Regions from separate parts of the Mus musculus genome. Here regions 2, 3, 4, 5, 6 and 7 are each linked to region 1. Evidence: chromatin contacts called from public HiChIP or PLAC-seq, Micro-C and promoter capture Hi-C data. All regions are on one chromosome and are shown on one strand. Each heading gives the region's core, a stretch centred on a gene start, on an enhancer-like site or on the middle of the called end of the contact. The rest is flanking DNA. Distances are from core to core; before and after follow the strand shown.

What was found. Promoter capture Hi-C pulls out the DNA fragments that hold promoters and counts their contacts. Hi-C and Micro-C count contacts between places; a contact is called where the count stands out from the background. HiChIP or PLAC-seq counts read pairs in DNA pulled down with a chosen protein or histone mark.
Region 2: a contact with region 1 is called in an H3K27ac HiChIP or PLAC-seq map of embryonic stem cells, with 2.6 times the contacts expected there. The contact joins the enhancer-like site here to the promoter of Pax7 in region 1. A contact is called at or near these places in 2 of 39 promoter capture datasets (both in liver) and 7 of 115 datasets of contacts at active chromatin or transcription factors (astrocytes, embryonic basal ganglia, embryonic forebrain and 4 more).
Region 3: a contact with region 1 is called in a Micro-C map of embryonic stem cells, with 5 times the contacts expected there. The contact joins the promoter of Htr6 here to the promoter of Pax7 in region 1. A contact is called at or near these places in 1 of 39 promoter capture datasets (liver), 4 of 484 Hi-C or Micro-C datasets (all in embryonic stem cells) and 4 of 115 datasets of contacts at active chromatin or transcription factors (all in embryonic stem cells).
Region 4: a Micro-C map of embryonic stem cells shows a contact between it and region 1, with 5 times the contacts expected there. The contact joins the promoter of Nbl1 here to the promoter of Pax7 in region 1. A contact is called at or near these places in 5 of 39 promoter capture datasets (embryonic stem cells, liver, pre-B cells and 1 more), 15 of 484 Hi-C or Micro-C datasets (all in embryonic stem cells), 5 of 115 datasets of contacts at active chromatin or transcription factors (all in embryonic stem cells) and 1 of 9 other capture datasets (embryonic stem cells).
Region 5: a contact with region 1 is called in an H3K4me3 HiChIP or PLAC-seq map of embryonic forebrain, with 2.7 times the contacts expected there. The contact joins the enhancer-like site here to the promoter of Pax7 in region 1. A contact is called at or near these places in 2 of 39 promoter capture datasets (hippocampal neurons and liver), 3 of 115 datasets of contacts at active chromatin or transcription factors (embryonic forebrain, kidney and neural tube) and 1 of 9 other capture datasets (embryonic stem cells).
Region 6: a Micro-C map of embryonic stem cells shows a contact between it and region 1, with 3 times the contacts expected there. The contact joins the enhancer-like site here to the promoter of Pax7 in region 1. A contact is called at or near these places in 2 of 39 promoter capture datasets (the 3T3-L1 cell line and liver), 2 of 484 Hi-C or Micro-C datasets (both in embryonic stem cells), 6 of 115 datasets of contacts at active chromatin or transcription factors (embryonic stem cells, kidney and stem cell-derived neural progenitor cells) and 1 of 9 other capture datasets (embryonic stem cells).
Region 7: a contact with region 1 is called in a promoter capture Hi-C map of embryonic stem cells, with 2.0 times the contacts expected there. The contact joins the promoter of Akr7a5 here to the promoter of Pax7 in region 1. A contact is called at or near these places in 2 of 39 promoter capture datasets (embryonic stem cells and pre-B cells) and 2 of 115 datasets of contacts at active chromatin or transcription factors (both in embryonic stem cells).

The regions. Positions count from the first base shown.
Region 1 is chr4:139,831,221-139,835,239 of GRCm38.p6, reverse strand. Pax7 (paired box 7) reads left to right here and starts at 2,272. Exons shown (of 9, transcript NM_011039.2): 1 at 2,272-2,413. The coding sequence starts at 2,329. It overlaps Gm46873 (a long non-coding RNA gene), which reads right to left and starts at 1,772. Exons shown (of 3, transcript XR_001784470.2): 1 at 1,686-1,772.
Region 2 is chr4:140,639,286-140,643,304 of GRCm38.p6, reverse strand. The region is part of intron 1 of Arhgef10l (Rho guanine nucleotide exchange factor (GEF) 10-like); the gene reads left to right. Among named protein-coding and RNA genes, the nearest start is that of Arhgef10l, 25 kb to the left of the region's middle. Within about 2 kb of position 2,379, at least 19 of the 459 cell types and tissues checked have an H3K27ac peak or open chromatin away from gene starts, as enhancers often do. A contact at or near this core is called in embryonic stem cells and forebrain, where this site is marked.
Region 3 is chr4:139,073,274-139,077,292 of GRCm38.p6, reverse strand. Htr6 (5-hydroxytryptamine (serotonin) receptor 6) reads left to right here and starts at 1,723. Exons shown (of 4, transcript NM_001377096.1): 1 at 1,723-1,860; 2 at 1,964-3,251. The coding sequence starts at 2,532.
Region 4 is chr4:139,091,297-139,095,315 of GRCm38.p6, reverse strand. Nbl1 (NBL1, DAN family BMP antagonist) reads left to right here and starts at 2,346. Exons shown (of 4, transcript NM_008675.2): 1 at 2,346-2,489.
Region 5 is chr4:140,502,992-140,507,010 of GRCm38.p6, reverse strand. No RefSeq gene overlaps it. Among named protein-coding and RNA genes, the nearest start is that of Gm13021, 82 kb to the right of the region's middle. Within about 2 kb of position 2,245, at least 15 of the 459 cell types and tissues checked have an H3K27ac peak or open chromatin away from gene starts, as enhancers often do. A contact at or near this core is called in embryonic forebrain, where this site is marked.
Region 6 is chr4:140,404,478-140,408,496 of GRCm38.p6, reverse strand. No RefSeq gene overlaps it. Among named protein-coding and RNA genes, the nearest start is that of Gm13021, 16 kb to the left of the region's middle. Within about 2 kb of position 2,041, at least 54 of the 459 cell types and tissues checked have an H3K27ac peak or open chromatin away from gene starts, as enhancers often do. A contact at or near this core is called in embryonic stem cells, where this site is marked.
Region 7 is chr4:139,308,550-139,312,568 of GRCm38.p6, reverse strand. It overlaps Akr7a5 (aldo-keto reductase family 7, member A5 (aflatoxin aldehyde reductase)), which reads right to left and starts at 1,825. Exons shown (of 7, transcript NM_025337.3): 1 at 1,493-1,825. The coding sequence starts at 1,814. It overlaps Slc66a1 (solute carrier family 66 member 1), which reads left to right and starts at 1,861. Exons shown (of 9, transcript NM_145384.3): 1 at 1,861-1,940.

The DNA of each region.
Region 1 (4,019 bases), core at 1,023-3,522:
CACATTAAATATGTGTACCCTATGTTTACAGAAAGACATGGATATATACATGCTTGTATTTAAAAAACAAAACAAAACCCTGGATATCTACCTCAGGAGTCAAAGCAGACAAGGGTCCCCAGGAACTTAGCATTTCTCGCCCCCCCCCAACAACCTACAGGGCAAAAACTCTGTCTCCCCACCTGGCTGGTAGGTGTGACTCAGGCCGCAGAGTCTAAAACCACTTGGCCTCTCTCCTCTCCCCATTCAATCCTGCAAGCATATATTTAACAAGCTTTTCCACAGGTCTCCCATCCCCGGAAGCCCACCCCCACCCCTGCCCCACAAAGAAGTCTGATGAACCCCTCAGCTAGGAGAAAGGGTCAGTAGCATGCTGAGAGGGGCAAAGGTCACAGGTGAGGAGGAGGGGAAGGGAGAGGACACACTGAGGCCAGCCAGCAGAGAGCACCCCCAGGCCAAGACCAGACTGACCCCCTCCAAGAAGGCTGGGCAGGGCATGAGCTGGAGGACTGGATTTATTTTATTGTATTTCACCTCCAGGGCTGGGCCAGAGAGGCCCTTTACTGGAGTGTTGGAGATGTATGGGGGGGGCACAAAAGATCTGTAATGGGTGGCATCCTACCCTGCTGGGAGGGCTTTTCAACCCTAGGAATCTATGTCCTAAGGCAGAGACCACTGGTTACTGTGGCATCAGAGAACAGAATTGTGGGATCTCTGAGAGAGAGAGAGAGAGAGAGAGAGAGAGAGAGAGAGAGAGAGAGAGAGAGAGCGCAACTAATTGGGCCACCACCTCCCCAGCCCTCCAGTGGAGGAGTAGAGTTGGTGGTACCCAGCTTTATCTGTCTGTCTCCCACTCATCTCCCATCTGACTCCCAGATCCCTAGCCTTGCTGATGTCGCCTCCAGGACATTCTGAGTCCACTAGAAAGGGCTCCAAGGTGGTGGCCTAGGAGCTGGAGGAGGAGCTGGAGAGGTTATTCCCCAGGGTTTGGCAGACTCGGATTTGCCAGCATCTCTGGGGATGTATATTTTGCTGCGTTTCTCCGAGCTGCAGGAGGCCAGGCCAGGCCAGGCGCAAGCAGTAAAGCCCTGACAGGTATCAGCGAAGTCAAAATTCTTCCGGGGATGTCACCCTACTCTGTTCCGCCCAGGGAGGGAGTAGTTGTCAAGGAATGTTCAGAGCTAGTGAACTAAAAAGAGAAGGGACACGTGCGGTGGACCCTAGTCCAGGAGGCCAGAGATAGCCGGAGCGGACAGAGAAGATCCCAGCCCAAGGCCGGCTTTCCTACACAGCGGGCAGACAGCTGAAAGCCGTCCGGAGCACAGACCTGCCAGCACATCTCTGGACAACACTTAAAAGAAGTTACCCTCTCCCTCCCTCAGAGCACCCCCAGCCCACGCCATCCCTGGACTCAGAGTTTCAAATTATCTCCCTCCCCCGCGACCCCCTGAGGAAAAAAAGAAAGAAAGAAAAAGAAAAAAAAAGAACGAGGTCGAGTTGGAGATTAAAAAGGAAGGGGAAAAAATACTCGTTGGAGACTTCTTTTCGTTATCGGTCCCCTCTCCCTCCCGAACTGGCCCCCTTTCCTGCTCATGAATAAAAGAAAAGTCCGAACCTATCAGATCTCTCTGGCTGCAGCCTGCTCCCTCCCCTTCCCTGCCGTTGAGCACTTTTGCACAACTTACCCAGCTGATCGCTCGCGCCCCCTCGCTTTTCCTCTTGTGTTCCCCAACCCTGTCGCTCGGGTCACCTCCCCTCCAGTCCGAAACCCGAGCAGGAGCGCGTCCCCGTTCCAGTCCTCCGGGGGACAGGGTGTGAGGGCCAGCAGAAAGAGGCGCTGAGAGGAGGGATCGAGGGGAGGAGGGAGTCCGAGCCAGAGAATAAATATATAAATAAAGACCCAAAGAAAGCCACTCCGCAACCTCTGGGCTCAGGAACTTCGGCCGGGAGCGCGGGAGCGGGTGGCCCGCAAGGCGCAGCTGGGGACAGGGAGCCCGGCCTGCTCGGCCCACGGCAGCCGGTGTCATTCGGCTTAACTTCTGGCCGAGCCCGGCGGGTGGAGGCGGACTTGGGGTTGGAGTGTTTGTTTGTTTGAACTTCCTTGTCGCCACCTTCCACTCCTCCCGCCCCCACCTCACCCCCCCCCGCGCCCAGCTTCTGGAAGGGGCGCGTCTGCAACCGGGTGGGGGGGGGTGCAGAAGGGAGGGGGAAGAGGCTAGTGGGGGGGGGAGGGAAGAAGAGGAGAGGAGGATCGCAGCAGGGGTGAAAGGAAGAGACGCCAAGAGGTTTATCCAGCCGACTCTGGATTCGTCTCCAGCGTGCGCAGGAATGGCGGCGCTGCCCGGCGCGGTCCCCAGGATGATGAGACCCGGCCCGGGGCAGAACTACCCGCGCACCGGCTTCCCCCTGGAAGGTAAGAGAGCGCGCAGGAGGCCTTTACAGGGTCCCCCGGAGGACCTCGGAGATGGCACCCTCCAGGGGAGCGAGCAGCGGGGCTTCCTGGGCTCTGCTGGGTCCCAGTCTCCGCGTGGGACACGGGAAGTTTCTAGAGCGGACACTTGTCAGTTTCTGCGTGGACTCCGCTGACCCTCGGCCCGCGCTCCGTGGGTCACCGGCTGCCGGCCTTTCGCCGCAGGATGCGACTCCCCGGGGAATTCGCATCTGGTCCGTTTTGCGCTCCGGTAAATTCCAGGGTTTCCCACTCTTCTCTGACACAACAGAGTTCCCGGGTCTCTGCGCAGCGCCGCCGGCTTTCTTCCCTAGTTTTGAATTGGTCCCTCAAAGTCGGGATGGGGTCCCTCCAACCCCTTTTATTTCGAAATACCAACAAGCGACACTCTATTTCCACTCCACCAGACCGTCCGCTTCCTCCCAAGCAACTTACTAACTGGCTTTTTTTTTTCCCGGCCCCGACACAAACTAATTAAAAACAATGCATAGTGCCTTATTTCCCGCAAAAACAAAAACAAAAAAATTAAAAACATAACTTTTCCCTACGTCTTTCTAAAGTCTGCAAATGTCCCGGGAAAGAAACTCAAGACCAAAAGAGGGTACAGCAATCCAGGGGACTGTTTTGAGTCTCTAGCCACTCGGGGATGCAGAGGGGACCGGCCGGCGGCGATCGGCCGGGAGAGGAGAAAGGGCCCCTTTGCGCGCCCCCTCCCTTTTCTATTTAAACCTATGGAAGGCTTTCAGCCAGTCACCGAAGGGTCTTCTAGTTTCCTCGGCTCAGACAGCCCATGGTGTCTCAGGAGCAGTTAGAAACGGCGTGCCAATTTTATTTTTTAGCCGCCCCTCTTGTCATTGTGTGGGCCCCACTTGTGGGTGCGGGAGGATGGGGAGAGAAGGCGAGAAGGGGCGGTCTGGCAGCCGGCGATCTAGGGAGGGAGCCCCCTCCCTCGGGCAGCGAGAAGCCGCCGGGTCCCCGAATTAGACAGAGGCGAAGAGAGCGGGCTGCGTGATCAAGTGCGCGCGAGCGGCCACGCAGGCGGGAGAGCGCGGCAGCCGGGGATTTGCCGGAGTCCTCTCCTGGAACGAATGCAAGCAAAACAGGCGGCTAAGGACGCGCAAAGGATTAGGACAATATTTGCCCAACATGACGCAGAATACTGAGGAGAGCCGAGTGCCGGTCGCTAAAGAGGCTCTTGAATATAAAGTTGGGCGTTCGAGAGCTCTCCAGCGCTAATGGCGTACCCCGCCACGGAGACCGAGGGACTCTGGCTCGGCGACGCACGATTTCTGATTAAATCTGAGAGTGGTTTCAGATACCTACTTTTACAAAGAAAAATTGGTGAAGGAGGGGGGAGCGGGAAAGTAAAGAGGGGGCGGTAGGAACAGCTCAGCAGACCGAGCCTCTTCTAGCCTCCCCCTTTCCAATTATTCCGTCTGCTTCCTCCGCTCGGGCCGCTGTGAAATCGTTGTAATCTTCTAGATCTCTGTAGCCGCGAGTCCCCAAATTGGGGGGATCGAGGCTGGATTAGTGCACCGGGTGTCCCCCGAACCTTCTGTAAGAAAATTGT
Region 2 (4,019 bases), core at 1,130-3,629, 810 kb before region 1:
TAACTTAGATTTTGGAGACAGGGTCTTCTGGAGCTCATGTTGGTCTAGAACTGAACTCACTAGCCTAGAGTGACCCTGAACTTCTGATCCTGTAGCCTCCCGGGTCCTGGGATGTCAGGTGTGTGCCATCATGCCTGCTTTATGCATTGTTGGGGATGGGACCTGGGGCCTTGTAGGGTCTAGACAGGCACACTACCGACTGAGCCTTGTCTCCAGCCCCGTAAAGCTTTATTTATTTTAAATGTTAAGTTTTAAAAGTTGAGTAGGGCCGGGCAGTGGTGGCACATGCCTGTAATCCCAGCACTTGGGAGGCAGAGGCAGGTGGATTTCTGAGTTCGAGGCCATCCTGGTCTACAGAATGAGTTCCAGGACAGCCAGGACTGTACAGAGAAACCCTGTCTTGAAAAACCAAAAAAAAAAAAAAAAAAAAAAAAAAAAGAAAGAAAGTTGAGTTGGGGCTTCATGTGGGAGCAGTGAGATCCCTGAAGAAGTTAACATCCCAGGTTAACAAAGGATGATGAAATTGAAGTGATCAGCTAAGGGAGAAGGCTGTCAGTCCTGGGAAAGGGCTAGAAAACAGCAGTGAAGCGAGGCTGTGTTAGCTGTAACACATGGGGCAAAAGCACCTGTGGAAGGAAGGGCTCACAGTTTGAAGGTGCACAGTATTTGGGCTCACAGTTTGAAGATGCACAGTCCATCACAGCGGGAAGGCTTGCAGGCAGGAGCTAGAGGCAGCTGGTTACATTGTATCCACAGTCAGGAAGCCGAGGGATGCTGCTGGTTTTCAGCTCAATTTTATCCTTTTCCTTGCTGACTGGAACCTGAGCCCCTGAGATGGTGTCACCCACAATGGGGGGGGGGTGTCCACGATCTTGTGTGTGTGTATGTGTGTGTGTGTCCTCTCCTCAGTCAGCCTCTCTAGAAAGACCCTTGTAGATGGACCAGAAATAGGGCTCCTGGGGTTCTCTGCAATCTGTCCAGTTGAACATCAAGGTCGCCCATCACACATGTTCAGTAGGCCTCTTAGGCAGACAACATTCCTCTGCTTCCTGTTTAAGGGAGAGAGATTTATGTCCCTGTCACAAAGGGAAATGTAGGCCCTGCTTGTAGACAGAAGGGAGCAGGCAGAGACACTCCTGTCCCCTCTGCTTGCACAGGGCTGTCCCCCTGCTTGCGCAGGGCCTTTAGATCAAAAGAATTCTTACACCAGAATGACATATTTTTAGGTAACATTCTTTTTACTTATGCCTTACATGAATTTCTTTAGCGTGTGTGTGTGTGTGTGTGTGTGTGTGCGTGTGTGTGTGTGTGTGTGTCTTGATGCTTTTGTGGATGTCAGAGACAAACTAGAGGTAGTCAAGTCTTTTTCTTCTACTACTTGGGTCCTGGGGATTGAGCTCAGGTTGTCAGGCTTGGTGACAAGTGCCTTGGCATACTGAGCTTTGATGACAGGCTCACAACAGATGGCAGATGGCATTGTAATGGTGGGAGTGTTTGCCAGAGAGGAAAGAAACTGGGAGAAACTGAGATCTCACAGTCCCTTCCCAGGGCAGGCAACAACAACCACCTCAGGATATCAGCTAGATCTCACCTCCCCACCTCTGTGATCCGTTAAGCAGTAGCCTGTCTGCTGATAATTTATCTGAGACACTTGGACTGAGTGGCCACGACTTGGAGGCATTTGCCTGGGTATCCAGGGCTGAGGGCCAGACTCAGGGTAGGGAGGCCATAGTTTCAAGTCAGTGGAGGGGATAAATGGATGGAGACAGCGTGGGAGTTCAGGAAGGTTTGAGCCATACACTGGCACACATGCTCTGTGCTCCACCTACCTCAGTCTCCGTGAGTTGCCATAGTCACTTGAAGATTTTAGCAATCTGCTGGGCGAGGCTGTAGGCTCCCTGGGCCATGGGGAACCAGGGTATAGGTTCAGGTTGTGCCAGGGAGCTTGGATAAGCGTGGGATCAGGGTTATGTGTCTGAGATAGAATCAGCTAGAATTGCAAACTAAGACTTTATGCAGAGGGCGGGTGGAGGGAGGAAGAAATCAGGTGACTTGTAGATTTTTCTTTTGTATACATGGTTGGTGGCAGTGTTAGTGAATGCGCCAGTTTGTGGGGGAGTTGAGGGATGGCTTGGGGGGGGAACGGGATTTGGTTCAGCACGAGGTCACATTTAGAGGTTTGCGCAGGGGCCACATGAGAGTCTGGGAGCCCACTTGTGAGGAACCTGACCTGCATGCAGTTCTAGGGTTGGGATCTGGGAAGATCAACCCTAAGTCAGAGGTGCAAGCATTATTCTGGCTGTGTAGCCAGGAGAGGCTCCCACCACGCCCAGCTGTGTAAAGGGAGGTAGGGCAGCAAGCTACCTTGTCCGTGACCTTGGTGACCTCCTTCGGTCTTGCCAAGAGGTTGCCAGAAGTGTGCAGAGGTCCATCTGTCTGACGCCTGTCTAGTTAGCGCCTTCTGGATACAGGCGCAGATGCAGAGCAGAGATTCGCAGCTGAGGAGGGGGTAGGAGAGCAAGGGGAGGCTGGGGGAGGACTCTGACCACTCATGGGAGACCTCCGAGTCACCTGGAAGGACTTTGGGGCCGTTCAAATGTTTGGGTCCCAAGGGAATGCACAATCAGAATTTTCATCCCGAGGACCTATTGGGTGAGGAGGAAGAGGAGGAGACACAGGAAACCCTTTGAAGCTGGTACAAGCCCCCGAGGACGAGCCTGGTGTCTGAATCTTGCTTGCTTCCTCCTGTTCACTGCTCAGTTCTTTTTTTATGAAGGAGGAGTTCAGAGACTCAGAGAGGTTAAGCAACCTGCCCAAGGTCACAGAGCCTAAGAGGGTGGATGAAACACGCTTTCTCAGGTGCAGACGCAGGAGATTGAGTAACCTCAGGGAGGGGCTCACAGGACAGATCTTTCAGCCTTGAACTTTGTCTTTGTAGTCTCCCGGGCCTCTGGTGATGGGAAGCAGGGCGTGGGTCTTCCCGGAGCCACTTACTTGGTCGGATTGAAAGCTTTCAGGGCGTCAGTTTCTTGGAGTGTCCGGGAAAACCACATGGGTCAGGTCCAGGATTTGATTAACCCGGGTCACATGAGGCCATGGAGGGAGGTTGCCCCATGGGGAGCTGTGTTTCAGAGATGGCAAGCCCACACCTCATGTGGGGATGACAAGATGTCAGGCAGGTCTCAAGGACCCGCCCACTCTGAGTACAGCCTCTGTGGGCAAGCCACGCCCTATAGAGCCCCAAAGCAGGGAGACATGAACGGGGCCTACAGGGCTGGAGTCCTAACCACGGGCATCACGTCCCACCTCGGGCACCGCGTTCCACCATGGGCACCGCGGCTCACCATGGGCACCATGTCCCACCACGGGCACACCGTCCCACCACTGGCACCACAGGCACCGCGGCCCATCATCTGGTTTAGTTGTTTTGTAAGTAAGGCGCAGGCTAATTTATCTCCATTGTACAGATGAGGCGGGCAAACGTGAGCAGTCAGCCCAAAGTCGCACGGTTGCGTGTTAGGTGTGAGCACTGTCCCGTGTGACTCTGGAGCCTTCCCTTGAAACCCTGAGAGTCCCTGTCAGCCTCGGTTTATCTCGGCATGTTGCCTCCTGTTGGCATGTCACCAGGGTAGGATCTTGGTGGGTGGGGCTTTTGCCCACTTAGGGACGCCCGGTCCCTTTGTCTTCATTGGCTCGCCAGAGTCTGGTACTTAGGACTTTTCAGAGACTTTAACATATGCATTAATTATTCTGCCGTGGATTCCCCATTGATCTTGACCTCTGAATGCCTCCATTCCCCAAGTGAGAAGTAGCCTGTCTCATAGATGTTGTATTTGACCCTTCAGGACTGTTGACACCTATTGCCAGTGGAGTTTGGGGGCATCCCTATGAGCTGTGACAACTTGCAATCCACAGACTCCCCTTCCCAGCCCTTTGTTTTCCCACCCTGACTGTCGGATATCACTTCCCCCGAATGTGGGTCATGTGACTGCACCCTGGCTGGGATGGCCGGGGCAACC
Region 3 (4,019 bases), core at 474-2,973, 760 kb after region 1:
GAAGAAGGAGACGGAGAAGAAGAAGAAGAAGAAGAAGAAGAAGAAGAAGAAGAAGAAGAAGAAGAAGAAGAAGAAGAAGAAGAAGAAGAAGAAGAAGAAGAAGAGGACGAGGAGGAGGAAGAGGAGGAGGAGGAGGAGGAGGAGGAGAAACCTTTGCCAGCATTATAGATCAAGTAACAGATTATGACGATAAGCCCTGATTCCCATGCTGCAAACATATCTCCTGCTGCTGTGTTAGGCACACCAGGGCTATGAGAGGCACCTCAGGATGAAACGCCAGTGAGAGACACAGAAGCCAACAGCTAGCACCGACATAGGACTGTCAAGCTGTTGGAGCACACAGTGTCATCTAATCTCCCCTGACACCCCGTGAGTCAGACACGGAATTCTGCTAACTGTGGCTGGAGAGAAAAGAAGGCCAAGGGATCAGCCGCCACCGGCCCTGAATGCGCAGAACCTACTGAGCATCAGAGCTGGGATCGCAAGTGGGTCTCTGACGCTCCATCCAGGGGTGACCTTCTGTTTCCTCAGGCCTCACAGTGTGGAGTGAAAGACAGGGTCCGTCTTTTGGGTGCTGCGGCTGACTTCACCCACCTTTGGGTGTGAGTGGATACCGTTGATCTGCGGATTTGGACACCGGGCATCTTAAGCACCTTCTGCCTTGAGCACCTGGCGGAACTCGGTTCCACCAGATCCTTGGTTGCCTGGTGCTGGAGACCTCGGTAGAGGCTCTTGACCTCTCTGAGCCTCAGCGTAACACCTTCTTCCTGGTATTTATATTTCTGGCATGTATATTCTGGCTTTATAGTTGGGGGTAGGAATCTGGGTAGAGATATTCCAGGACAAACCAAGGCCATGAACGCAGTGGGCTCTTCTAAGTGGGAGGTATTTCCATTTCAAAAAAGATACGTGTCAGGTTCTCTTCACACTGCTGTACATTTTCTCTCCTCCTCCTCCTTTCCCTCCTCCCCTCCCTCTTCTTCCTCCCCCCTTTCCTATAGAAATGACCACTTTACGTTTCCTTTGCCCATTTCTTGTCCATTTCCTTCCACTAGAATGGAAGTTCACAGATGGGAAGCGTCATCTAATGTCGTGGTGTCCAGATAGATGGTCCAGAGCAGTACCTGGTACCTACAAGGTGTGAAGAAAACTTGGTCATCACTAGGAGGCGCTAGGCCCTACCCCTGTTTGCAGTGACTACCCTTCCAATGGCTTGGAGATTCCCAAATCCCTCACACTGAGACTTGGAGCGCCAACAGGTCAGGGAGGGGGACCTTCACCAAAATCACTCAGTGTTGTTAGAGAACTGGCAGGGTTGATCCAAAGGTGAAGTGTGGTAGAAATTATTTACCCATTGTATAGATCCAGCAGCTGAGGCTCAGAGGGATCTCAAAGGACTTGCTCGGTATTTCCCAGCTGACTTCTCTTGAAAGCTCGGTGATTCTTACAGTGAGTGGCTCGACCCCCATTGGGGAGCAGTCTCCGGGTACATACAGGTCACGTCCCCCTTCCTTGACTTCTGCCTGCGCCATCACCACATGTGGGCAGGGGAGCCACAGGCGAAGGTGTGGGGGCTGCGGGCGCCCGGGAGCGCTTGGAGCATCCTTCTCCAGGCCTAGGGTACCACAACCCCGCTCGCCAGCTAAGAGGGGCTCGACTCTGCCCGCCCACCGCGGGGCGGGGCGGGGCGCACGCTCGGAGCCTCCGGGACCGCGCGTGGCTGAAGCGTCGCGGGCTCCTGCGCACCATCTCCCCGGCTCGGGAGCCCTATGCCCGCCGCGCCACCAGCCGCTGCCTGTAGTCTCCAGCCCCGCGGCGCTTGCCGCAGTCGCCGGCAGCGGATCACCCGCGAGCGCCCAGGTAGGGAGCGCGGGCGGGAGGCGGCCAGGCGAGCCGGCGCGGCCGGGAGGGCGGAGCGCCGCGCCGCGCTGCGCTCCTCTGCCAGCCCTCTCTCCCCCACCAGGTCTGGCCCGGCCCGGTCCGCGGCCTCCGGTACCCGGGATCCTTCAGTGCCTAGGGGAGAAAGGAGACCTGCTTTCCGCCGCCGAGCTGCGCTCCTGTTCTTGGGCCACCCCATTGCGACCCCCACGCGCGACAGCTCGTGATCAAGCGTACTCACACGCCCACCCTCCTCAGAGAGACTGCCCCGACCGGAAGGCGGGAGTTCGCCTCCTGCTCCCACCTCCCCAGCCGTGCCTCTGGCCAGGAGCCCCACCCCCATCCTTAGGCATCCCCGGTGGCTCTATTCCATTCCAGGGCTCTCATCCAGCCCCAGCCCAACTTTCATGGACTCGGCGCATCGGTACCCCTCCCCAAACTTCTTACCCGAGTACTCCAGGTGGCCCCGCCATAGGAGGCGCCCCTACAATCTCTCCCCGACCTCTTGTAATGGTTGCTCGGTGACCTAAGAACCCTGTTTTGCCACCTACTCCTCTGAGGTGCAGTTTTTACCCATCTTGCTTTCTCTTCCTTTGGCTTCACCCTGTATCCGCATTCACCATATCCTGTCCTGGTCCTCAACCCTAGTCCCCATGGTTCCAGAGCCCGGCCCTGTCAACAGTAGCACCCCAGCCTGGGGCCCCGGGCCACCGCCAGCCCCAGGGGGCAGCGGCTGGGTGGCCGCTGCGCTGTGCGTGGTCATCGTGCTGACGGCAGCCGCCAATTCGCTGCTGATCGCGCTCATCTGCACGCAGCCCGCGCTGCGCAACACGTCTAACTTCTTCCTGGTGTCGCTCTTCACGTCGGACCTGATGGTGGGATTGGTGGTGATGCCCCCAGCCATGCTGAACGCGCTGTATGGGCGCTGGGTGCTAGCTCGCGGCCTCTGTCTGCTTTGGACCGCCTTCGACGTGATGTGCTGCAGCGCCTCCATTCTCAACCTCTGCCTCATCAGCCTGGACCGCTACCTGCTCATCCTCTCGCCGCTGCGCTACAAGCTGCGCATGACAGCCCCGCGTGCCCTGGCGCTCATCCTGGGTGCCTGGAGCCTCGCCGCGCTGGCCTCCTTCCTGCCCCTCTTGCTGGGCTGGCATGAACTGGGCAAAGCTCGAACATCTGCCCCGGGCCAGTGCCGCCTATTGGCCAGCCTGCCTTATGTCCTCGTGGCGTCCGGCGTCACCTTTTTCCTGCCTTCGGGTGCCATCTGCTTCACCTACTGCAGGATCTTGCTGGCTGCCCGCAAGCAGGCGGTGCAAGTGGCCTCGCTCACCACGGGCACGGCTACGGCTGGCCAGGCCTTGGAAACCTTGCAGGTACCCGGGGTGGGTTTGGGAGACCTGGCTTTCGGGATGGGGAGAAATAAACCGCCCTTGGGAAACCACTGGGTGACTGCCTCATAGTTAACAGTCGTTGCTAATCCCCCAAGGCCGGTGGCTATGGCTTTCGGATGAATTTCAAGCTCTGACTGTGGTGGGATATGCGGGCTGTGGTGAGCTGGGTATGGAGGAGGAAGCTGGCATGCTTCTCTGTGACGGGCCCCATCCTGTATCACATCTGGGGAACTTAGAAAGCACCCTCTTCCCCTCGTATTCACACACCTTTTTCTGGGCCTGTTGGTCCTGTCTTCGAAATAAGCATGCCTTTGCTGTCCATCCCTAGTCTAAGCCACTGTCACCTCTCACCAGGGAGCTCACTTTCCCAGAGCCAAAGTGACTGAAAAGAAGTTGGCCATTTGCTTTCTTGCTACAAACCCCACCTAGCTCTCCACAAGGCAAAATCCCACCTCAATTATGGCCCTTGAGGATCCTTCCAGGCCAAACTCTTACCCTCCCTTTCCCTCTCTCCTCTTCTTCTCTGCCTACACCAGCCTCAGGGCCCCGAGGACAGTCTTCAAAGTTGTCATGTTTCACTCTGTGCCAAGATTTCGGGCCTTACTTTGAAAGAAGGCCTCATGTAGCTTCAGTGGACTCCAAGCTCCCTATGTAGCTGAAGGTGATCTTGAACTTGTGATCTCCCTGAATCTGTCTCCCAAGTTGTTGGTACTATACATGTGCCCTGCCATGCCTGGCTTAAGGTCTTTG
Region 4 (4,019 bases), core at 1,097-3,596, 740 kb after region 1:
GGCAGCCAAGAGTGTGTGGTGAGCACCATGGGCTGTGCAATCAAATCTAGCCTTTGTCAGCCACTATTAATGTAATCTTGTGTGGGGGTGGTGGCTAATGATACTTCTGTTCTCACTAGTACAATGGGAGCAAGGGGATTATGGGAAAGAGTAGATGAGATACAACAGACTGCTTAGCTGGGTATAAAACAGTAGCTGCTAAAAGATACTGAGTTCTTTCCTAGGCAGGTCCTCTGTCCACACTGAAGCTTCCTGTCATCACTACTATGGGATATAACTCAGCTTCAGATCCTATGTCCTCGATTAGGTGTCTAATTTGCTCTGGTACCTTCCTGTGTTTGAGAGGGTGCTGAACTGTCCTGCCAAGGGTGTTGGCTGGGATTCCAGCCTTCTCCAATGGTTGTATGTGTGATTTGACAAGCATATTACTCCACAGAGCTTCCTACAGGGTGGGAGTAAGTCCTTTCCTATTTGCTTGGCTTCAAAATTACATTTATTTATATATTTAGTTAGTTAGTTAGTTATGTAGTTAGTTAGTGTGAGTGTGTTTGTGCTCACACTTGTGCCATAGCACACATGTGGGGGGGGGTCAAAGGTCAGCTTGCAGGTGTCAGTTCTCTCCGATCTTATGGGTCTTGGGGATTGGACTCACGTTGTTAGGCTCAGTTGTCAGTGACCTTACTCACTTAGCCATCTTATCAGCTCCTGTTTTGTTTGAGTCAGGGTCTCACATTGCTCAGGTCAGCATGTAACTAGTAGAAGCTGGTCTTGAACTCCTGGCCCTTTAGTCTCTACCTTTCAAATGTAGGGATTACATGTCTGCTGGGAATGGGTTGGGCTCTTACAGAATCTACAGAATGTAGACATCCACTCTTATCCTGTCCAAGGTCTGAAGTGAGATGGCTGGCAACCTTTGGCTGTAAAATGGCCTACACATGCCACAATGTAGCAAGGCTGGGTTCTGCCAAACCTTAGCTTCTGCACTTTATAACTTTTTGATGAACTACTCAAGTTGTCTCTGGGCCCTCTGCATTTATTAAATGGGAGATAACACGGAAACAAAATGAAGGGCTCTGCCCTCAGGGAGCCGATGGAGAAGATCATAAAGAGAGATTAGCACGAGCAGATATGTATCCCAGGCTGCAAGATCACTCCTGGAGGAGGAGGAAGTGTACGTCACCTGAGCAGCTTGGGAAAGTTTTCCACCTGGTAGATGAAGGATGCATTGAAAGGGAGACGAAGGGCGGCAGAAAACTCTAGGCTGAAGAACAGCACAGCAGCTAGGATTGAAGAGCAGATCGCCTGGGGCAGCCATGGTGTGGCCACTAAGTCACTAGGAGGCTTTCTTGCCACTCCCCACTCTCCATGCTTGGCACCTTGGAGACATCAGATGAGCAGGGCTGAGTGCATTCAGGCGTGTGTAACTGATACGGATAGGTCTCTAAGTCTGGACATTTTGTTTGATGGTGCAGTGGGCTATCACCTTCAAGGAACAAAGGCGCCCCAATACCGTCTTTCTCTTCTTTGTACGGTGGCCTGGAACTTGCTATTTTAGTTGACTGTGGGCCTTGCGTGGGCACCACTAGACCCAGTATAGAGGATGCTAGGGATGGAGGTCGGGGTTTCCTGCATGCTAGGAAAGCACTGCTATACTAAGCTACAGCTCCAATCCAGAGCACTCTTCTTACACCAATAGACCAGGCTACACCAGTGCAATCCACCTTATTGGATTTAGAGAGCTAGCCTCTCCCTGAGGGGAACCGTGCTGTCCTCTTTTCAAGGAGCCCTAGTGAGTCTGTGTTTTGGCCTCTCAGCCCTTTCTCTGGATGCTCCGGCTAAGTTGTTTGGAGGCAACTGAAGGTCAAGGGGCAAGGACACAGCGGAGATCAGAACTCAACCTCCCGAGGGAAGAACAGGCACAGCGTAGGATGGATCCCGGGTGTTGGAACCCCCAATAGGTTGGAGCGCCACACTCAGCTCGTGTCCAAAGCCAGGCTCCCACTCCAAGAGTTCCAAAGACCCACTATTGTCACTCCAAGGCCTGGCAAGATCTGACTGCCTAGAAAAGCCAGGCGGAGGGGAATCGAAGCCTGGGAAGCGGCCGGACGCTTGGCTCGTGCCCTTTCATCCCTGTCCCGGCCGTCGGGGAGCGGGGCCCATGGCTCGGGCGCCCCTGCTCACGAGTGGAGGGAGCGGCCCTCGCTCGCTCGCTCGCCCGCCCTGCCCGCGCGTCCCTCCCCTCGTCGCCGCTGCCCCCGCCCTCACTCCCTATTTGGAGCTGAGACACCCTGACGTCGGAGGCGCTCGGCCCGCCGCTCCCCCGCGCCTCGCGCCCGCCCGGGGCCGCAGACGGCCAGCAGCGCAGCCCAGCCGAGCCTCGCGGGGCCGCCCCAGCCCGAGGACCCCGGGCCTGCGACCCCCGCGGCTCGCACCCCACTTTCTAGGACCCCCAGGAGGACGCGCCGCGCTCCCCGCGGCCGCCGCGCGCGGTAAGTCTCGCCCGGGCCCGCATGCCGGAGCGGGGCAACCGGAGCCCCTTTGCTCCGGCGACCCGCAGTGTCCCCCGAGTCCGGCAGTCCCTCTCCGCTCCCCTCCAGCTCGCGACCCTCGTGTTACGCAGCCCGGCGGCCAGCCAGGCGCCTCCGATCGCCCGCGCTGGGGACGTGGGCGCGGCTCCCCGGTGGCCAGGGGGCACCGGCGGCGTCCGGAGCCGGTCGCCAGCCGCGCCCCGGGGCTCCGTTTCTTGTAGGAGTTTCACCGCCAGGACTGAGAGTAGGAGGGAGAGCGTCGCCCGGCAGGCGCCGGGCAGCGCTGGTACACTGGACTCACGCGTCCTCTGGATCTATCCTGGTCCCTTCTTAGCTGCTGCTCATTTGGTCCCTGTCTCCCATCCACAGGTTTCTGGCTCTCCATCGCTCCATTTCCTCTCCCCCGTGCTTTTTTTATTCTGTCCCTCTCGCCTCGATTTTCACTTTCTCTGGGCTTGTGTCTCTACTTTCGTGTTGTCTCTCTGTTTTCTCTCGGTCGCGCAGAGCCTCCCGACCTCCACTCTCCAAATCAAAGCATCCTGCCGGAGCTTCTGAGGCGCGGTCCCCCAGCTGGGTTCGTGGAGAGTGCCTCTGGCACTACAAAAGACCCCAATTCCTCTTCTTCCCTGCTCGAAAGTCTGGCCGGTGTCACCCACCCCCACTTGCAGGGGCAGAGAGGGAGAGAGAACAAGCGTGAGCGCCCGCCTGCCTGAGCTAGCTGGCGTTTCCAGCGGGGAGAGCCTTGTAAGCATTCCACCCCAGTGAGGCAGTGTTCACCGCAGGGCTCTGTTGCCGGCCACCTGCCCTCCAGCCGGCTCTGGCTCCCGGGCCAGGCGATGATCTTTTACAAGCGTCACTAAAGGGGGCAGCTGCTTGCCTTGGCCTGGCTGGGGGTGGGGGTGGGAAGTTGGGAGGCATCAAGGGAGAAAGCCACATTTCCAGGCTTTCCAAGGCCTTGCCCAGCTGGAAGCCACCAGCCTGCAACTCGGAACACCCCAGGAAAACAGCCTATTGGCACAGGCTGAGGGTGGGGAAATAAGTTGTCAACAGGCAGCCCCCCACTCTTTGTCACTGAGCAGCCAGCCTCCTGAGACTCCCACGGATGCTGGAACTATTTGGGCGGGTTTGCCTTGACTTAGAGCCAAAGAAGAGACAAGGCCGGGGCGTTTCCTTGGTGACCCCCCACCCCTCTCCACCCTTCCCTGAAAAGCCAGACCTCTCTCCTGGGCCTGTGTGCTGGAGGGGTAGACAGGGGAGTGGATGCTGTATCTTAGCCAGAGGTACAGCCTCCTTAAAGTGAAATTTCAGCTCCTTCCTCCTACTGGCAACCCCAGGGGTCGGAGGCTGCGGGGTGGGCAGGGTTGTTGGTGAAGTCTGAGGGGAACTTCTGTTGAGCAGATGTGTAGCTCTGCCCTGCAGCCGGTAGTTAGCATACATTTGTTTTGGAGACTTTTTCTGGTCTATGGGCATCAAGGGTCTGTGGGGCCTGAC
Region 5 (4,019 bases), core at 996-3,495, 670 kb before region 1:
CTCGACTATTTTTTTTTTTTTTTTGGTCATAAAACAAAGCCCATTTCTCAGCTCCACCGTTTCTGTTTGCTGGGAGAAGATCCCTGTGAGGACACATGCACACAGGAGGCTCAGCACAGCTGTAGAGCCCTAGCTGGGCTCTCTGTTCCATGGGGCTAGTGGCAGTCTTATAATGAATGAACTTAATTTGTGACAAGTAGGAGCCAGGGGTGTATCCATGCTCCTAGATTCTCCTCTTGGTGTAACTTAAAATGGGGATGGGGCAGATAGCTCCCTGGGGAAAGTGCTTGCCTTGCAAGCCGGAGGACCGGAGTTCGAATCCCAGAGCCCATATGGGAAAAGCCGAGTTCAGTGGCATATTCTTACACTTTCAGGGGAAGTAGAGGCAGGCCCTTGCTTTCTGGGAGCTGAGCCTGCTTTCAAGCAGCTTAGAAAGGAGAGGTTTCCAGGAGCCTTGTCCTCGTGGGGTTGCGGCTTCTCTCCTGCTGCGCTGTCCCAACTGGCTTCAGTCTTTCCCTATGTAAAAGCTCTGTGCTCGCTTGGAAGTGCTCAGCTAGGCCTGACGCAAGGCAACACACGGCCTGGGGATCATGGTTGTAAGCCGTGAAGACTGTCAGGGTGGCTCACCTGTGGGTGGGGCCAGAAACATGGACAGAGTCTGGGGCCCAGAAGACTTCTGTTAAACAACTCTGTCTGGGAGGCTGCACAGATGTCTCAGGGGTTAAGAGCACTGGCTGTTATTCCAAAGGACCAGGGTTTGATTCCCAGCACCCAGCACTACTGTCAGTGACTCCAGTTCTCTGTGATCTGACTCCTTCTTCTGGCCTCTGCAGGTACCTGGCATGTACACGATGACATTCATACACATAAAATAAAATGTATACAATTAATTAAAGAGCCCTGTCTGGTGAGAAGGGAGACCCTAAGGTCAGCTGCAAGGGGACCAGGCACCACCATGAAGCAGGTCTTTCTTGACAAGGCTAAGGCTGTGCAGGTTCTAAGTTCAAGTCCACGGGTCCTTCAGCTCCATTCCAGAAGGTGTTATAAGTTTTTCTTGGCCTGAGCCCCACACAGGGATAGACAGTCTTCTACCCCTGTTATTTCTGCTAAATTAGGTGACAAGGCTTTTTTCCTTTGGCAAATTCAGGGACATGCATTTATAGGCTGTTTTGCATAAATCAGGGTCTCATTTGCATCTATTTGCATGTTTCCCTTGTATGTGGTTCAAAAAGGCCCAAACTGAGCCTGTGTAAAATGAAGCGGGTGCGCCCTATCCACCCTTTGAGCTGACCTGTCTCTCTCAGGCTGCAGTACAGGTGCTCAGGGGCTCTGTTCAGCCTGGGGAGAACTCTGGGCCAGTTCTCCCTCTGGCTTTTCCAGTTTCCCTGAGCCAGACATCTTGATGTGTCCTCTGGTTGGTTGGAGTTGGGCTGCTGGGATCGGCTTCCTGCCAGCTCATGTCTAGCCTCCCAGACATCAGACAGACCTGAGATTCTGTCTCTAAGGTGAGGTTCTCAGGGGACAAGGGGAGGAACCTCTCATGTTGGCTTCCAGGGCCCTTGAGCACAGGCTGGAGCAGGCTGGAGCAGATCAGAGGCCAAGGGGAGGGGCCCAGGGCTCAGAAGCCACTGATGTCCTCTCCATGTGGCCAGTCTGTGAGGCACTGGTGGGGCGGGGGGGGGGGAGGAGGAGTAGGGACGGGAATCCCATTAACTTATTGTGTCCTAAATCAATTTAATGGGAGCTTCCGACGACTCCGATTTGATTTTTTCCCTCTCAGTATTACAATTATCAGCGTGATGCGAACGGCAACTCAAGCTTGAAATGGGACACGGTGGCAGGGGCTGTCAGAAAGGGAGCAGGCCCAGATTACACCAATTATCGAATATTTTACTAATTAGACACTCGGTGCCTCTCTCGGGTTTACGGCGTGGGGATGGGGTGTTCAGCCTCACACTGTCATCTACCACATGCTAGTTCTTGTCTAGGGAAGCATGGCCGAGGCTGGGATCCTTCATGGACAGACTGACGGATGGACAGACAGATGGACACACACACACACACACACACACGCGCACACACACACACACACAGAGAGAGAGAGAGAGAGAGAGAGAGAGAGAGAGAGAGAGAGAGAGAGAGAGAGAGAGAGGAAAAAAGAGACAAGAGAGCTGGGATGCAGAGCTTGTGTGAGGATGTCAATCTGATCTGCAGTATCCTCCCCCTCCAAAGCCTGCTGCTTCTTGCTGGGAGGGAAGGGTACCCCACGCTCCGCTCTATGCATTAAACCAGTGCTAGGAAGCAGGGTGTCAGCTGACAACCCGTTTCACAGCTTTTGAAACTGAGGATCTTAGCAGCCTGCTAACCAGACTCCCTTGACACACGGCCAAAGCTTATAAGAGGTCTGTAGGTCCTTCTGCCTCACCAGGAAATGCCGCTAACCGGAGCTTGCTGCACCCGAAGGTACAGCTTGCAATCTCAGTCTCCTCCCGGATCTATCTCCCTGAGCTCCCGTCTCAGGGCAGCTGTTCCTGTACACACAAGCCGCTCTGCTCGCCGAGTTTTGTTATCTTTATCAAATTAGTTTACAGCAGCTACTATGGCCACCTAATTAAGACATTTCCCAGGGCCCTGTGTTGGCTGCTTAATGAGGCAGAGCTGCTGGACTTGGGTTCCCTGTGTCCCGGGGTGAGGAGGGATTACAGGTGTCAGAGTGTGACCGGGGGTAATTGCCTGCACACCCCACACTGAGCCTGAGCCTGCTGCAGACGGCAGGGAAGGGGGTATGGACAATGACGGGCCATGGACCTGTGCCCCAGGCTGTCAGATGGAACCCATGTTCTGGTGTCTGTCCCCTTGTTAATTCTGTAAGCTATGGAGATCTCCATACCTGCAAATGATCCAGCCCTGAGGCAGGATGCTCTCAATTTGGAGGGTGAACTTGGTTTCTGTAAGTTAGATTTGTTGTTGCTGCTGTTGTTGTTGTTGTTGTTGTTTTAGTCAGGGAATTGGGGTTGGAAGTTAGGAGGCCAATTAGGGGCTGGGCAGTTCTGCAAGCCAGTGAAGATGGCCTCCAACAGGGAAGAAGGCGGAGGCTCTCGTTAAGGGAGTGTGTGTCTGGTCAGTGAGGCAGTGTCAGGGATGGCCTCCTTATCTCTGGTTTGTACATGAGACAGAGATAGTTAGCTTTGCCTATCCTTCACCCCTCCACTTCCTAGCCATCCATCTGCAATTCATGCATGCATGCATGCATCCATCCATCTACAATTCCTTCATCCGTCTTTCCACCCATTCATCCACCCATCCATCCATCTGCAATCTCTTCATCCATCCATCCATCCATCCATCCATCTACAATCCCTTCATCCATCCTTTTACCCATCCATCTACAATCCCTTCATCCATCCATTCCCCCATTCGCCCACCCACCTATCTAACCACACATTCATCCATCCATTCACCCACACATGCATACATCCATAAATCCATCAATCAATCCAGCCATCTATTCCTCCATCCACCCACCCACTCATCCATTCATTCCTTATCTACCCAAGGATCCATTGACCAATTCGTAGATTGATCCATTTACCCATCCATCCACTCACCCACCCACATATTCATTGATTGACAAATTGACTGACAGATCAATGTACCCCTCCATCAGCGTATCTATCCATTCTCCCATCTGCGAACTTACCCATCGATCTACCCACTCGTCCATTCACACACTCATGCATCCGTCTATGCATGAACGTATCCGTCTATGTACCCATTGATCCATCTGCCCACCCATCCATCCAACGCATGGTACATACACTTCTGTGCACACACCGCCCTATACAGGGAATAAATGCCTGCACAAGCAGACCTCACCTATGTGCCCACTGAGCAGGCAGTCAGCCTCCTTGGGATTTAGTTCCACGCTTGTTTACATCGAGATCCATCAAACCTTGAGCCAGGCTCGAAAAGTCAGAGGCTCTTTATTCACTTGTGATAATGTGGGTGATGATAACATG
Region 6 (4,019 bases), core at 792-3,291, 570 kb before region 1:
CGAAATCGATTCCACAGCCACACTCAACACCCATGCGCACTGGTACACACGGTGGTAGTGTTCACTTTGCTCTTTCTAGAAAGTAGTTCTGCAGGGCCAAGCAGAGCCTATCACAAAGGAGGAGTCTACACAGTTGTAAGCAGAAATGGGTGTGAGGACTGTGAATTGGATCTGACCCAGCTCCCTCCCCAGTCCTAAAATCCTGTGGTGGGCACCATGCTGCCCCGAGCGTTTGAGGGGCTTTAGCACTGGTGACCTTTCCAGTCAGCTTAGGGGTGACCTGTAGCCCCCACGCCCTCTCCCTTAGGCTGCAAGTCACAGGTCCATGTCACATTCATATAGTGACAAGGTCGTGAGAACAAGAACCCCACCAGTGCATGTCACCACCAGGGCAGTGAATGTCACTGAATGTCTGCCACTGCTCTGCTCAGTGACCCTCTCTGGAGCTCTCTGAGAGGTAGATGACATCATCCCCACACAGAGAAGAAAAGCAAGAGCCGGGAGATGACGCCATCACTGCTGGGGTTGGCATGCAAATGGTAATCCTTGGGGACTTTCTTTGCACAAAACTTGCTTCAATGTGGGAGCATCTCCTGTTTCCCAGGTTGGCTTCAAATACCCTGTGAAGCTGAGGATACCCTTGAACTTCTGGCTCTATTGGCTTTACCTCCTCACGGCTGGAATTCTAGAGCCTGGATTCAGAAGACGCTAGGGATGGAGACCAGGGCTTTCTGCATGCTACAGAGATCCTCCACCACCCGAGACACATCCTCCGCCTTGGAAACGGATTTGAGCTTGAGTCTACAGGTCTTACAGCTTGTGGAATTAGATGCCTTCGTCCCAATGTAGGGGAGTAAACCTCGAATTCTCAGAGATACCCAGACAGAAACCTAGGTGGCCAGCTTCCGGAGATGCTGGGGCAGGCCTCTGGGGAGGCAGAGGCTGGCAGCTGAGCCAGTTCCTCCCAAAGCCTCCTACCAGTTATGGGGAGTTTCGTAGTCCCTGTTCTATTGCTGTGAAGAGACACCATGACCATGGAAACTCTTACAAAGGAAAGTACTTAACTGGGGCTGGCTGACAGTTTCAGAGGTTAAGGGTCATGGTTATCATGGTGGGAGTACGGCAGTTTGCAGGCAGACATGGTGCTGGAGGGTAGGTGAGAGTTCTACACCAAGATCCGCAGGTCACAGGAAGAGAGAGACACAGGGCTTGGTGTGGACTTCTGAAACTTCGAAGCCCGCCCCAAGTGACACACTCCCTCCAACAAGGCCACTAATCTAATCTTCTAATCTTCTAATCTTTTCAAACAGTGCCACTCCCTAGTGGCCAAGCATTTAAATCTATGAGCCAATGGGTGCCTTTCTCATTCAACCCCCCACAGGGAGGCCAAGGGTCACATTCAAGGTCAGCTGCTCGGTCCAAACAAGGTCACACTTTGAGTGAAACTTTTTGGCTCCCCAGGTTTAATAACTACAGTGTGCCCCTTCTGGAAGGTTCCCCGTGGACCTGTAGTGTAACTTCTCTGTTCTGTGGAGGTGACAGGTGACAGAGGTCCACAGAGGTTGCCACTCCAGACTCCTCCATGCAGGGATTGGACTTGGGTCTTAGGTGGATGGAGCTCTGGGCTGACTCCCTCAGCTGCAGAGCCAGAAGGGAGTTAACAAGAGGAGTGGTGGCCCCCTCCCCCCTCCCCTGCTCAGTTTCTCACTTAGAAATGCAAATGGGGTGAGGCTCTGCTCAGAGCATTCTCCTCTTCACACCACACAGATTATCCCCTTTCCCCCAACCCCCTCTGCCAAGGAGATTGTCTAAGATTGTTTGTGTTACAAAAACCCAGAGGGGATTGAGCCATTTGGTGGACCCGTCCTACCAAACTAGGCCTCTGGGAGGAGGCTGCTTCAACAAGGAGGGATGTCCTTAGCCACCTTCTTCCGGCAGGAGGGGCTAGAGGTCCAGCGGTTCTGGGGACACAGCCTGGGCCCTCTCTGTCTTCTCCCTGTAGAGGGCCAGGGAGTTGGAGAAAAGCAGGCCTGGCTCTGGGAAGGCAGCCGGCAGGCCACACTGCCTGAGCCCATTTCCTGTCACATTAGGAGACAAGGGCTGGGCTCCAGTTTCCAGCAGCTGGTGAGCGCTTCCTGTCCCATTCCCCTCCCCTTCCCTTCCCCTTCCCCCTTCTCTCCCCCTCCCCTCCCCCTCCCCTCCCCTTCACTCCCCTCCCTTCCCCCTCCCCTCAGCAAGTCAATCAGTGATCTCTGGTGGAGCAGCTGTCTTCCAGTCAGGACAGGCTGGGGGAGAAGAGAGGCTGAGGTCAGGACAGTGCTCATTGTACAAGCTCGAGCACCTCAGTTCATCCCCAGAGCACACCTGAACACTTGCTCATATCCCAGAGCTGAGGAACCAGAGGAGGGGCAGACCCCTGGGACTCACTGGACAGCCCTTACCCAAGTTGGCAAGTCAGGTACCAGGGAGACAGTCTCCCGAAAGGAGGTAGACTCCTGAGGAAGGAGCCTGGTCTGGACCTCTGGCTAACACATTCATAGATACACACCAGCACACACACACACACACACACACACACACACACACACACACACACACTCACACATCAACACATGGATGCGTATCAACACACACACACATACACTCATGCATATATACAAACACACACACACCCCAACACCCTAAGAAAGGGAACCTGAGCCGCAGGGAGGTGAAGGGTCAGTTTGAATCGCATCAAGTTGCTGTTTTTTTTATACAACAGCAACCAAGATGGCTGCGGGTTAGTTCATCAGGAGAACACACACTTTCACTCACAGCCTTTGTGTGTGCACAGCAAAGCCACCCACAGAGCACGAGTTGAGTCCATACCTCACCCTAGCCACATCCTTTTAGCTGAGTCATTATCGTCTTCTGTGTGGACGAGGAGGGTACAGCATCGATTAATCAGCTATATCTTCTCAGTTCAGATGTCTCCACAGCAGGCACCCAGGCTCAGTTATCTGTGACAGCTAGAATTCCTGGCAAGAACCTGTTGTCTAAAAAAGCCGAGTGACTGGCTAGAATCCGAACAATCTGGAGAGGTTGGAATGTTGCAGGTTAAGAGCCATTATCTTGGAATAGCTTAGGCCCCTTAATAGGCATGTATGGCTTCTGGTGTACAAGACCTGACATCTTTTATGACTGTTAGGAAAAATCCTTTGGAATGTATGAAGAGACCCCTGGTTCTCACCAGAGGACTGTGACTATGTCAGACAGCATTTAAAGTCGATAACTGAGTCTCCCAATGTTTCAGTAACTCACCTACCTAAGGTACCAACCAATGTGTGCAAAGTGTGTTGTTTTATGGCTTGCTTTCTTCTGTGACTATAAACATTTATGAAACTGCGACCTCATTGGAACAGGGAAAGTTTGAGGTAACCTAACCCTGAGTTGCCAGGGCCTGGTCACTCAAAATTTGTTTTCAGAATAAACTATGCCTTCCTGTTCTTTGAGGCGAGAACTCGTAGCCGTTTAGATGAAACTGTTCGTCCACAAGATCATATGGGGAGAAAGCAGTCATGGGGTGGAGTGTGAGCGCATGCGGTCTCTCCCCACATCTGGCTCCATCTGGCTCCTGATGGAGACGTGAGCTCTCAGAATCCTGCCCATCAGCCATGATAGACTCTTACCTTCTGCAGTCTCGGGCCAAGTAAACTCTTCTGCCCGCTGAACTATGTGTTTCTTTACAACTTAAAAGTAACCAATAGGGGCTGGTGAGATGGCTCAGTGGGTAAGAGCACCGACTGCTCTTCTGAAGGTCCGGAGTTCAAATCCCAGCAACCACATGGTGGCTCACAACCATCTGTAACGAGATCTGACACCCTCTTCTGGAGTGTCTGAAGACAGCTACAGTGTACTTACATATAATAATAAATAAATCTTAAAAAAAAAAGTAACCAATACAGGCTGTTCTTTTTTTCTACACAAGCCACACCCACAGGCTCCAAGGCGCCACCTGGGCAGAGGGCTTTGCCTCAGCT
Region 7 (4,019 bases), core at 576-3,075, 520 kb after region 1:
CAGGTAAAAAAAAAAAAAGTTAGGGAAGAGACACGGGGGCCTGAATGTGTTCCTTGAAAGCCATCAATCTTAACACAAATCCCTTTCAGACCCTCAGAAGCCTGTAATGCAAGCGTACTGTAGCTGCTCCTCAGTGCTCTGCACTGTTTCTTCCCAGATATGGAACCAACTACCTGGACTGATGGACGACGGCGGAAGGATGGATGGATTCTGGCAAGAACAAGGGGAGCCCTCTGATCCCACAGGATAAAGGCTAGAAGACCACAGCATCTCCTTACTACAACACCCGCCCCAGCCCCAAGGCATTCTTTCTGTAACCTTTTGCCTGAGGACTTTGGCCCATTGAGTCTTCAGAAGCAGAAATGGGCTAAAGAAGGGGGGGTTGGGGGAGAAAACTGAAATGTTCATTATCAGTAATGTATGTCATCCAGGTGAACTCTACAGCATTCGGCTTGAGAGATCCACTCACTTAAGTGAGCTTTACCCCATGTGAGTCTATGGAGCCCACTGTACAGGAACCGGGAGGAAGAACCTCAGAACAGGTAAAAGTGAGGCCTCTTTACGTATCAGGCACCCTCCTGAGACTCCAATAGCTTCAAGCAAATGAAGGGCGGTTCCCCTCCCCTTCCAACGCGGGACACGCGTCACTGATCACACACGTACTTTGCAACTCTCAAACTCCATATTCCAATAGCTAGGATTGCAGTCTCCGGTGCACCCTACTTACACTGTAGGGCCCATCCCCAGTTCTCTATGGGCTCTGCCTACTGCTCTTCCCGACAAGCTACTCTTTCCTGCACTCCTCAGCAATCGCGGCTACAGTCTTCCTCGTTGGACCTTTAACTCTCCGTGGAGAAATCACTTCTCCCACGGTAGCCTACAGAGCTACAGAGTTTGCCATTGTAAGACCTGGCACAGAGAATGGGCACAAAGGCCGAAATGCCCTCTCCCGACGCCACCTTTCCGCCCCTGCCCCCAGCTGGGCCCTAGGCATTGTTGCCACAGGTCTCCTTGAGATCCACAGGTGCTGTCGACTGCACGGGACAAAGTCTAGTCCGGACAAAAGACCGGAATGATAAGCATTCTCCAGGAGCGCAGAGGTGGTGAGGGCAAGAGGGGTAGGCACGAACAAAAAGCCTGGTGGGGATGGGGGGCGTGTCGGGGGTGGGGGGGCGGCTATGGACAACGGTTGGCCGGGAGGCAGGGATTGCGGTAGGAAGCAAAGCGCCCAGAGTAGGCTAAACATTAGCGTAGGAAGCTTCCTCGCACCCGCCTCGGTAGCTGCAACTAGAAGTTTCTAAGGAGAGGCGGGACAAAGTTCAGTTCACTAGTTCAGGACTCCAGTTGCCTTGGGAGCTTGGGGTAGACCCAGCTGTGGATCCGGAGCTTCCGAAGCTCCTGGATGCAGATCCTGGCTGGTGCACGCCGGTTGCGGGCACCGGCTCAGCTCTACTCGGTGCGGGGGGCGGGGGAGGCCGGGTGCAGCGGTTACCTGTGCAGTCGCCGCTGCCCAGCCCGAGCCCCAGGCCGCCCAGGATGTTCTCGGACTGGCCGTCGCAGTACATGAAGGCCGTGTCCAGCTCGCTGTGGCCGCGCTCCAGGAAGGCGCGGACCGAAGCGGCGCTAGCACTCGCATCCATGCGACGCCCCATCTCCATGGTGCCCAGCACCGTAGCGGGCCGGAGAGGGGCGCCAGAGGCGGCGCGGGGTGGCGGAGGCCGGGACATGGCGAGAGGACGCCCGACCGAAGTCCCGGAGCGCTGCGCGGAGCGAACAGCAGCGCGGCCCACGGCTCTGGACGCTGCACGCAGCATGGAGACTGCGCCTGCGCACTCGAAGCTTCAGGCTCCGCCCACGGCGGGGGGCGGGACTTCGCGGAGGTCAGCTGATCCCGGCGGGCTCGGATCCTGAAGCTGACACCGGCTGTGGATCTTGAACTGGTGAGGATGAAGGGGGCTGGCGGCTGTCCCGGGCTGGGGGGTCGGGACTCCAGACGCGCCCAGCTAAGTCTTTTCTACACCCTCCTCCAGCTCTGCACGGTCCCCGGCGCTGGTCCCCTCCTGGGGAGCGGGATCGTGGGTCTCTGCCCAACCTGGCCAGGGATCCGGGACGGCCCCACTTCTTACCTGCAGGTCCTTGCCTTCCGGCCTCTCGGCTTCCCTGGACTGGGCGGCCTTGTTTTCCCTGCTCTGGGTGGGGGCCTCGCGGCGCTTGCCCCAGCCGCTGCCCTATCATTATCCCTCCGAACCCGCAGAGTCACCGGAAGGAGTTAGAGCCTTGGTTTGGAGGCCAGGAATGGGTAGGATCCCGGAGCCATTGCGCTCCCCTGACACATTCTCCGTAGCTCTGCAGGTAGGGAACCCAGAATGTCCCATTCCTCGCCAAGCTCACCGCAGGATTCCACAGAGGGCTGGTTAGAAATGTGAGGTAAAGGCAGGCGGATATCTGAGTTCGAGGCTACCCTGGTCTACAGAGCTAATTTCAAGGCAGCCAGGGGCTACACAGAGAAACCCTGTCTCAAACTGCTCCCGTTCCCACCTGCCCAAAAAAGAAAGAAAGAAGTGTGTAGTTTCAGGTTCACTTCGTGTGTACTCCATGCTACAATGTGGTCCAGGGGGCTACAGCAAGAACAGAATATTACTGTTGACTGTGCCAGATAGGCTTTGGTGGGAAGCACCTTCCTGGCTTTGCTTGGAATTGGGGAAGAGCTGGATGTGGCAGGAGATACTGTCTCCTGGCCAGCCTTTACGGACATGAGCCGCGAAAGCCAATCCCCTAGTGGGGAATGTATGTAGCTCAGTGGTAGAGCACTTGACTAGCGTGGGATATGGAGGTTTGGCCTGGGTTTTATTGTAGTCTGCATGCAGTTTAGGAGGTAAGTAAGTGCCTTTTAGGATTTCCTTCATTGTATACATCAGAATGCTGAAACTCCAACACTTGCCCAGAGCGACATCTCAGCCCTGGGCCCGCTCAATTTACAAGTTTCCTTGCATACGCTTCCCGCTCCCGCCTCCCCTCTTTTTTCTTGTTCTGTTTCTTTCCTCCTTTTTTTTTTTTCTCTTCATCATGCTTCCTTCCCTCTCCCTCTCCCTCTCCTTTACATTTTCCGAGCCTTTTGTTGTACAGCTGGTGCATCCAGACCCACGAGACTGGGAAGGATACAGACAGGGGAGAGGGGAGAGAGACTTGCTTGAAGAACACTGGTTAACAGGGACAGTGTTGCCTCTTCTCCAGGATTGTGTTCCAGGGGACTGGAGGCGGTGGCGGCAATGTCCCTTGGATAGGCAAGTTAGAAATGGGTCAGGGTATCTCTACTAGGCATTTGTGATAGAGAAGGATTCCCTAGAGGAAGAGAGAGGCTGTGCAGGTGCCTGGGACTCTGAGGACCTGGGGCAGGAGATGAGGTTAGGAGGGTCATTCTTGGGGTCCTTAGGACCTTGCCTCTGTGATTTTGAACTTGATCCAGTATCAGAATGGAACCTGCATCTGCTTTGGTGGGGAGCACCTGCCTGGCTTTCCTTGGAGTTGGAGGGGAAATGGGCGTTGTAGGAGATTGTCTCCCCGACCAGCCTTTAAGGACATGCACCATGAGAGTCAGAATCCTTCATACTAGTGGGGGATACAACTCAGCATTAGACCATTTAACTAGCATCTATGAGGTCCTAGACCCAAGCTTTGGTATCAGGAGTCTTTGCAGAGACTGGGAGAGCTGCATGAACCCAGGGTCCCCGTTCATCTGGTTCCACTGGTGTGGAGAGGCTCCACAGTGGTCAAGATACTGGGGTCTCATCTTTAAGCCATCACTCTCACTGGGTCAGATGGGAGGCTCATAGCTTTATGTTTGGCTCAGAAGGATGTTAATTAGCCCCAGTTCATAGACAGGGTCAGCCAGGCTGACTCGCTTGCCTGAAGCCACTCAACCCTACCTGTAAAATGGGAACAGTGTTTCCCTACCCAGCCTGGGTATTAGATGTTATGAGGAATGACAGTGTATGCATGTGTGATGAATTGGACCACTC